Regions from separate parts of the Arachis hypogaea genome. Here region 2 is linked to region 1. Evidence: chromatin contacts called from public Hi-C data. All regions are on one chromosome and are shown on one strand. Each heading gives the region's core, a stretch centred on a gene start, on an enhancer-like site or on the middle of the called end of the contact. The rest is flanking DNA. Distances are from core to core; before and after follow the strand shown. Region 1 has its middle 9.3 kb from the start of LOC140175479. Region 2 holds the start of LOC112715419 (eukaryotic translation initiation factor 3 subunit F).

Region 1 (4,928 bases), core at 2,078-4,577:
AACCTGGAGTTTTTCCAGATTTCTTTGGCTGTCTTGCATCTAGACACCTTTCGATACTCTTCAAAGCTGATAGCACAGTGAAGAAGGTTGACGGCTTTAGCATTTAGCTCCACTTTCTTCTTGTCATCATTATTCCATTCAGTTTCTTCTTTTGAAGTCACCACTCCATTGGCACTTATTTTTGTTGGAATTTTGAGACCGCTTACAACAATCTTTCATATGTTATAGACTTATAGTAAATAGATTGGATGAAGATTCGCATCCTCTTTTTTCAGTAGGCATAGTTCTTCCTGTTGAAAAAAAGAGGCCTATTGTTTGACTGGCCTTCTGTTAGAGTGTAGGCAACTATGGTTGTGTCCAACTTATTCACTATTGGACCTTTGCTCCAAGCGGTGAAACTTGATTCTTGAGACCTTGGCTCTGATTACCAATTGAAGGTTGTAAAAGGCTTATAGAAGGGGGATTGAATCTATGACCTTCTTTTACATTTATGAAATAAGCCTTTACTTATAAGCTTTCACTTAGATTCTGTTTGAACTATACAGCGAAAACTTTATGAGACAAGTTTGTTTTGTCTCATAAATATCAGAAAATAGAACATAAAGAAAGAGAAGAAGAATGACACCAACATGTATCCTGGTTCAGTTTTCTTGTGCAATGTAACCTACATCCAGTCTCCACCACAATAGTGGTGGAATTTTCACTATAGTTAAAGTATTACATACACCAATTTCAAAAGATTGACACAAATCTTTTCCTCTCAAGTTCTATCCTATCTTGACTTGGTTATGCTAATACCTAACTCTCCACTCTAAGTGCTAACCCAACTTAGAGAGGGGTACCTCACAGGTACAAGACACAAGGCATATAACGAACCTAAATAAATCTGAAATCACTCTAGGCTTTTCTCTCAAGTGTTTCACTCAGCCTTTTATCACTCATAGGTTTTTTCTTGATTTCTCAGTTTCAGTCTTTTTTCACTCAAGAAATTACAGAAAGATATACATTGAAAATGAAATTATAATCTGTAAAACATGAAGGAGATTGATACTTCAACAGCCTCTATTACTATAAGTTGAACCAGATTTGGTTGACTCTGATTCAGTTTCTCATCTTGGCGGAATACTTCTTTTACTAGAAAACACTGTCCAAGGTTGATTAACTCTTCACAAAAAATCACTTCATAACAAGCTCACAAAATCTGGTTCTCTCTCCTTGTCTTCAGAAAGAAGAAAAATTTTTCTTTTGTACCTCTTTCATTGTTGCTAAGTTGCTTTCTTCCAAGTCAACTCCTTGAGCTGTGTACTTCACCATCTTCCCATTTCACTATTTTCAATTAATCCCTAAATTAAGAATTTTGAATCTGAGCCTTTTTGCTTAACCGAAGACCTCAGGGTAGCATGAAAAAGTCTTTTAGTGGTAAACCCATATCTAAACCCTTGAGTTAGAACTTTGTCTCCAAGAAAAAATTTTGGCCTTTGATTCACACCAATAATTATTAGAAATCACTTTCTCCATTTATCCCATATTGGAGTAGCTGAGAGTTGGAGAAGGAGTGAAGAAAGTAAATTGCATGCAAATGGAAATAAATCACCTTTACCTTCTGACTTAGCTTGAAATAGTTTGATTTGGGTGATTAGACCTTTGCCTTTTGGATTAAACTTTCTCTTTCTTTTCTCTAAGTCTGACCGAAGCATATGTGAAGAGCTTGGAAGGCATTAGCTTGAGTGAAGTACCTTGGGCTTGGATTTTGTTCACTTACTTTTCAACCCATGAGATTTCTTTGTTATTTCTTATTTGGACTTTGTTTGTAAATGTTTCCCACAAGAGTAGATTCAGTTTCTTTGTTTCATTTTGGGCTACTGCTATGTTTACTAATTGTGGCCTGCATCACTTAGTCAAGCATGATCAATAGTAATTGGGTAGTTAACCCCAATAAAAATAATGTTTGTCATCATCAATTAATTTAGTTAATTTCTTAACTCAACAAAAGATAATTCTAATTAGATTATATATACATCCGTGTATGATCAATAAGAATTAATTGATTAACCACTTTATTTTCTCTGTATCTTTTCTCTTAAGTAATGAGACTAGATTGTAAATAATTCATCTCTTCTATCTCTCACCCTTGAGTCACTCTCTTAATTTGTAGACAACTCGAGTACTTTTTGCATTGTGTAATGAGTGTGGAGTTGAGAAACAAGGTTGAGTAGTTTCAATAATCAAAAGAGCATGTTGATCGCATTCGATTGAATTAATTTTTCAAGATTCTGTAATTCTCAATCGATTGTTCATTTTTCTTACGATCCATCATCCATTTTCTTCTTATTTCTTAAACCATGTAGCTTTAGTTAGTTGAATTTAAAGGAAAATCATGTGGGTTGAAATGAATCAAGCAAGTTTTAGTATGAGTTATAAGAAAACTTCATTACCCTCTAAAAGATCACTAAACCCCTTACCTATGCATGTTCCTTTTAAAATGAAGATTCTTAATCTAATTTAGTTATAAGATTTTGGATGAATCCTAATAAATAGAGACCAAAGGGTTGTCATCATTTCTTCTTTTTTAATTTTTTTTACACGTAATCTCTACTTTTAAATATACCAATTAACCCTTTAAATTAATTTTCTTTTTCAGATACATGAACATTAAACAAGACTTAAACATTTTCGGCTATCCCTAATAATACCATAATTCACTAGGCTAAAATCTCTCGAAATGACCACCTAACTAAGGTTTCGATTCATTTCTTCCAACTAAAAAAAACTTGTGTTGAGAGTGTTAATTGTTTCATACATAGGTAAGATAACCTAATTAAACTAGACCAAATTAATAGGACTTTTATCGAGAATAATGCAGACTGTGGTTTAGACTTCAGATTAAAAGATACATGCATTTGGTTTTTGGACGTTAAAAAAGAAATATGTATATTCTCAGTAACATCTATTCTTAGCCATAGTCAAAAAGGTAAGGACATAATCAAACAATAGAACACTTAATTAGTGAAATACACTAAAGCACCTAAGTTTCAAAAATAAAAAATGAAAAATAAAAGGGATATTTCTTTGCAACATCTAATTAGTTATAATTAGGAGTTATTCGCACCTAACGTTTGCAGAATTGATTCACTTTTTTTTTCGGTCCAGTAATCAACTTTATATGTTTCGGTCATGGTCCAGTAATCAACTAAAATTGGTTGCCTCCACAATCCACATCAATGTCATCAGGTAATCATTTTATAAACATTTAGGCTATATATGGGCCAGTTATTAATTGGGCCAAAATATTTGGTAGGAACTGGACCCGCAAATTATTTGTCAGTCTGTATTGGGGTTATTGATAATCTATACTCAAGCCTACGGTCCAACAATACGATAGACTCAAGACTGTGTCAGGTCTCGAGTAGGGTTCTTTGCTTAACCCAAGACCAAAAACAAAAGCTATCTCCTTCCCGGGCTCAATATTGTTAGATCCAAATTACATTGTTAGGCAGATAATAAAAAACATAAGCATTATTTTATCATGGGTTACATTGGTAAGATGGTATGCAAAAATTTACTGAAGGAGGCTAGATAAAGTTTAAAATATCTTTAAATAAAAATATTTGATCTTGTTCATAAATTAGATTATTATATATTAAATTTTTGACAGGTAACATAAATTATAAGTGTTGTCATTATTAAAAAGTATTTTTATATTCTTGAAATTGTTACTTTAGCTTTAACACCAATTCTATAATTTGTTTAAAATAAATTTTTAACAAAAAAATTGTTAGAAAGTTGTTTTACCTTTTTTTATCAATTTTTATAAATTTTATAATATTATTTTTTACTTCTATTTTATTATTATTTTGACATTTTTCTTATTTTTTGTGAATTTAATAATTTTTTTACGAGTTGAATTTTTATTTATAATTTTTATAATTCTTTTAAATTTTTTTATTTTAAGATCTATATTTTAATCTACCGATTTTTATTGATAATTATTCTGTTTTAGTCTAACAATTCTTATTTGTTTTTGAATTTCTTGACTAAAATGTTTTATTTTAAAATTAAGATTTAAAAAATTTATTTTATATTAATTTAAAAAAAATCAGTATCATTTGAATTAATATTAGTTAGAATCATTAATTTTTTATTTATTAATTTAAATAATTTAACTATTTTTTCTCTTAAATATTTTAGTTTACTTATTAATTCAATTTTATTCATAATTTACGTTTTTATTATTAACCCACGTTTAATTTCTTAAAACACGTTTTTTTAATTATGGCTAAATAAACAACTTTAGAAAATTTTATTTTTGCCATCTTTATATGAGTGGTGTCTAAATTTATCTCGTTAACAAAAATAATTAAAAATAAGAATTCTAAATACATTTTTAAAATATTTAAAAATATAATAAAAATAATTAATTTTTTTTCCGATAACAAAAACACTTACAAGCTCCTAACACAAGGACGTGATGAGCACCAAGCCATACACAAAGTTAAGAAGAAACCAAAATAAACAAAAAATTAGATATTAAATATTTATATATTTTTAAATATTAGAAATTAGATTTTAATATTAATTTTTATAAGTATTATTAGAAATATGAGACTTTTTTATTTTTAAAGTTTGATTATTTTACATCAAGTGAATTTATTTTTGTGTATCGAAATTTTTTAAAATAATTAAAAAACTATAGAGATCAATTTTACTCTAATGTTTTGTATGCACCTTATAAATAATTATAAAATATTTCAAAAACAAAAATTTGGACCAAATTGATAAACTACTTACTAAATAGTAAACATAAAAATTGTACGTTACTAATAAAAATAATTATTTTTTTATTATTTTTGTTTTTTTAATTATTCAAAAACTTATTTCTTGCTAATATCTTATAAATTTTTTAATACTATTTTTACCGTTTCTTTCTT
Region 2 (4,958 bases), core at 1,601-4,100, 980 kb after region 1:
ATAAAGTTGAATAAGATGATAAAGCTCAAATTGATATTTATCATTATATTATGCAACTTAATAAAGTTAAATAAGTTGAAAATATTTTGTTTGTTTCTCTTATTACCACCATTAACAAACTCTATATAAGTGATTAAGGTATTTTTTTGGTGACTAAACATGGAAAGAAACAAAACAAACACTATCCTAAATCCGAGCGAATGATTTGCCAGAGATCAGCACAAGGCTCAAACCAAATAACAGGATTAGAGTTACTCTTGACACCATATCTAGCCATCCAATTCGCAGCTTTATTTGCTTCTCGGGACACCCACTCAACGTGAACAAGCCAAAGATGAGATAAAAGCTCCTGAATCTTGTGAACCAAATCTGTTACTTCAAATGAATACTCACCTGTAAGCTCATGCATGATGTGCAGAATGTCAAGACAATTCGTTTCACATATAATATCCCTTAAACCGCAATCCCAAGCTAAAACCAGCCCCCTCCAAGCAGCAAATAATTCACATCTGATGATAGACCAGGGGGAATGCTTCCAGAGCAGTCCGAGATTCAATCTCCCTTAGAATCTCTAATAATACACCCAAATCCCGCTAAATTTGAATCTTGATACAAGCTTGCATCACAATTAACTTTAAAAATGTTGCCTACTGGTGGTTCCCAACACAGGCGATTTCAGAGAGACCTAAAGGCATTGTTTCGATTCCTGTAAACATGTAAGTTCTTTGTGGTAATTTTGGCCATGGCAACAACCTTGTGGTCTGTCCAATGGTTGTCAGTATTGAATATGTCATTGTACCTGTGTCTCCATACCCACCAAAGTCTTGCACCAAAAGACGCCCCATTGTTAGTCAAGGCCTTCTGAAACCACTCTTCAAGAGCAGTACCAGCTGTCGAGTCCAGGATACTAGGATCCAACATATGCCAAATTGCCTTTGATCGTTCACAGTCTCTAAGGCAATGCTCTATAGTCTCCTGCACCTTGTTACATCTTTTACACATATCTGAAGAAGCTAAATGCCGCTTGAATCGAAAGGTCTCAGTTGGTAGAGCATCATGTAAGCCAAGCCACATAGTAAATTTGAACTTCTCCGGAATGTTTGTATTCCACAACCAGTTCTAGTTACTATTGGCATTCCAATTTAATGTTTTCTCTAATAACCATCTATAACCCTCCCTTGCACTATACTTTTTTGTTGCTGCAGGCTACCACTCCCACTATGGCTCCAACTCAGTCGAACTAGGATATCTCAGACCACAAATAAACTGCTTAATCTCATGCGGAATAGGCGTGGTAAGACTATCAACCTTCCAAGACACCCCTTTCCACAAGTCAGCCACTATGAAATCTGATTCAGAAATATGTATAAGGAACAAGGTTGCAAAGCTTACCAAAAGGAGTCTACTCATCATACCAAATTGATTTGTGGACATCCCTAATATTCCAATGAAGCCCTTCCTTAAGATGCTCATAGGCACTAACAATGTTCTTCCAGGTAGCCGATGAAGAATTTCTACTGTTTTCGTTCATACCAGATTGATTCCTGAGATATTTATGCTTCAGAACCTGCACCCACAACTTCTCACTATTATTTAGACAATCCCATACCAACTTTTTCAGAAGCGCCATGTTAGCACAGGTAGTATCCCCAATACCCAATCCTCCTTCCATTTTAGGAGTTATGGCGACCTCCCACCTGACCAGAGGCAGCCCAATAAGATACGGAGGATTGGGTATTAGGGATACTACCTGTGCTAACATGGCGTTTCTGGGAAAGTTGGTATGAGATTGTCTAAATAATAGTGAGAAGTTGTGGGTGCAGGTTTTGAAGCATAAATATCTCAAGAATCAATCTGGTATGAACGAAAACAGTAGAAATTCTTCATCGGCTACCTGGAAGAACATTATTAGTGCCTATGAGCATCTCAAGGAAGGGTTTCATTGGAATATTGGGGATGTCTACAAATCAGTTTGGTATGATGAGCGGACTCCTTTTGGTAAGCTTTGCAACCTTGTTCCTTATGTACATATTTCTGAATTAGATTTTATAGTGACTGACTTATGAAAAAGGTGTATAAAAACTACTTATTATTTTTAGTATATAAAAAATTTTGCGTAAAAATGAGCGAATGAAAAAAATCTAACGATTTTTGATGTATAATTTTTTATATAAGTGTAAATTTTCTTATATATACAAAAATATTATAAAACTTTTTATAGTTTAAGAATTGTAAATATTATTTAATCATATTATTTTTATTATTATCTAAATTATTTGGTCTATTCTATTTATTTCTTATCTACAAATTTTAATGGTAATATTCTTTTTTATTGACTTTATACCCAACAAGTTCCAATTTCATTGTTAATTTGAACAATTTAAAAACTTCTCACATATTAATAAATTTATAAGTTACTACTTTTTTTTATGTGACCTTCTTATTTGAATTGAATTTATCATTATTTCAATTATAAAGTTCTTACACATTCGATATATATATATAGTTTTCCAGAAAACAATAACAAGAAAAAGACAACTATTTTATTTTTTAAAAATTATATAAGATGTAAAAGATAAAAGATATGATTCAGTAGTATTTCTTAAATAAAAAGGAAACAATACCAAGCTTATGAAAAAGGACATAGTACTATAGTAGACAAACTATTTACATCTAAAATTACAAGATAAGATAAGATACGAAAAATAATAAATAGTTTTTTATAAATATTATCTAAAATGGTTTAAGTTGATAAAATTATCCCTAAGTAACTAAACACTGTTTTATACGGAGTTACGGACACTTAATTATGCGTTATTATTTTAGGAAAAATAATCATATTTTACATTTATTATTTTTTTGAAAAAAGAACACCGTCTTATAAATTAGCCGAAGGCCCAATCCAAGCCCATTCCTAAAACCCTAACAAATAGCAATGTGTGTTTGTCACCGTCGTAACTCGTTTGTTGCAGCTGAGCAGTGAGTATCGAGTAGCGAATCAATCAAATTGGAGCTACGAACATGGCGGCGAGCGATCGCACAGTATTGCAGTTTTCTTCTTCGTCCTCTTCTTCGACGAGCTTGTCTGCGAGGGTGCACCCTCTGGTTGTGTTCAACATCTGCGATTGCTACGTTCGGCGCCCCGACCAAGCTGAGCGCGTCATTGGAACCCTACTCGGCTCCGTCCTCCCCGATGGCACCGTCGATATTCGCAACTCCTACGCCGTTCCTCATAATGAGTCCGTCGATCAGGTCCCTTCACCCATCCAAATCACCACTTTATTTATTTTTTTATTTCGGGAACTGTTGTGAATGGAAATTTGTTAGCTGCACATGTGATTGGAGATCAGTAGTTCTAAATCTGGATATGAATCAAGCGATTGGATTTTTATTTATAGGTTTATATTCAGTTTTTTTTCATGTTTATTCGATTTATTATTTCAGTATATGGTTTGATTTTTTTGAAATAGAGTATAAGTTGCTCCATAGTATTTCATGCTTGTGCTAAACAATATGGTAGGTAATGTTACTGGGTATTTGTTGTGTGGTTTATCACTTCATTCTCGTTATCAATTGTTTCTTCATAATTATAGATCGTAGCCTGTAGCAGTGTATGTATGTGCCTCGCACTCGATGTGGCTTCATATTGGTGAAATATTAAACTTATAGTTCGTTATGATTATGATGATGTTGATACATTTTTTTTGAACAACCAACACTGGTGAGAGAGGTTTCATGTGGTATGAGTGTCAACCTGACCGGTTTAAGCCTTGTGTGCGGCCCGAATCTTCTTTTATCTTATGGGTAGGCTTTTAGGCTAATATGGTGGATTTTTTTTACTGAAACTGAGGAAGTTACGGTAACAAACATCAGTAGATAAGAGTTTCGGCTAATCTTGTTATTGGATGTATTTTTTAGTTTACTTCTATTGTATCCTATAATTGCATTTCCTGAGTTTTCCCTCCGACTAGGTTCTATTAGGTGATGATGGCATTCTTTACTTCTGTTTTTTTCCTTTTGAAGGCAGTTCTTTTCACTTCTTGTTGATAGGGCTAATAATTTTTTCCCAAAGCTATTAGTATGACTGAATTATATAGAATTTAGAAAGGAAGCTTGAAGTGCATGATTATAAATTTGTTCTCCAGACATTAGTCAGGTATCCTCTTCAATGCATTATTGATGATACCGTTACAAGTCTGGAAAATTAATTGAGTCCATCGTTACAGATGTGATTGTTTTCAGTGCTCACATCTGCTCCATTGGGCCTCCACATCTCAAAAGTATGAGTTTTAATTTCTTTTACCAAATAAACAAAAGTGTTCATAAATTTGGTTTTCAAGAAAATGTGGGAGCACAGATATTTGGTGCACGGATAGTTGCCATTATCATATGGAATCAGGGGAAATAGTTGTAAACAAGAAATCTACTTTTGACCTTTTAATTTCCTCTTCTGGTGACTATTTAAACATTTACTCTCAAATAGATATTATAATTTTTTTTCTTTTCCTTTCAGGTTGCCCTGGATATTGAGTATCACCACAACATGTTAATATCCCACCAAAAAGTGAATCCAAAGGAAGTCATAGTTGGATGGTAAGAAAATTTACTTTAATATGGATTGTCTTAAACTTGTTGCTGAAGTGCTATGCAATAGTCTTATTGTTGAGGTGTTGACCAATAATGCTCTGAAACTCTTAGGGCCTAGGTGAAAAAAGTTTCTTGTCTTTTGGTTTTTGCAGGGCCCAGTGTTTTGTCAATTTTTGTACAGTGTTATGCAAGAAGTTATCTGAAAAATGTGTTTCCTGGAAACGTCTATTTGATGAATATGGTGCTATCACATCTTAGTGAATTTAAAGCAAATGATTTATCCAAAGGGATCTTCGCTAATTAATTGCAAAGAAACTGCAATGATGTTTGTTTGTGTTTAAATGTTTCTCTCCTGTTTTTCTTCCCTGCCC

The links. Hi-C and Micro-C count contacts between places; a contact is called where the count stands out from the background.
Region 2: a contact with region 1 is called in a Hi-C map of leaf, with 4 times the contacts expected there. The contact joins the promoter of LOC112715419 here to the enhancer-like site in region 1. A contact is called at or near these places in 3 of 8 Hi-C or Micro-C datasets (all in leaf).

Annotation. Positions count from the first base shown.
Region 1 is chr10:25,139,189-25,144,116 of arahy.Tifrunner.gnm2.J5K5, forward strand. No RefSeq gene overlaps it. Among protein-coding and RNA genes, the nearest start is that of LOC140175479, 9.3 kb to the right of the region's middle. Within about 2 kb of position 3,328, at least 3 of the 3 cell types and tissues checked have open chromatin away from gene starts, as enhancers often do.
Region 2 is chr10:26,122,532-26,127,489 of arahy.Tifrunner.gnm2.J5K5, forward strand. LOC112715419 (eukaryotic translation initiation factor 3 subunit F) reads left to right here and starts at 2,851. Exons shown (of 6, transcript XM_025767187.2): 1 at 2,851-3,252; 2 at 4,514-4,593. The coding sequence starts at 3,022.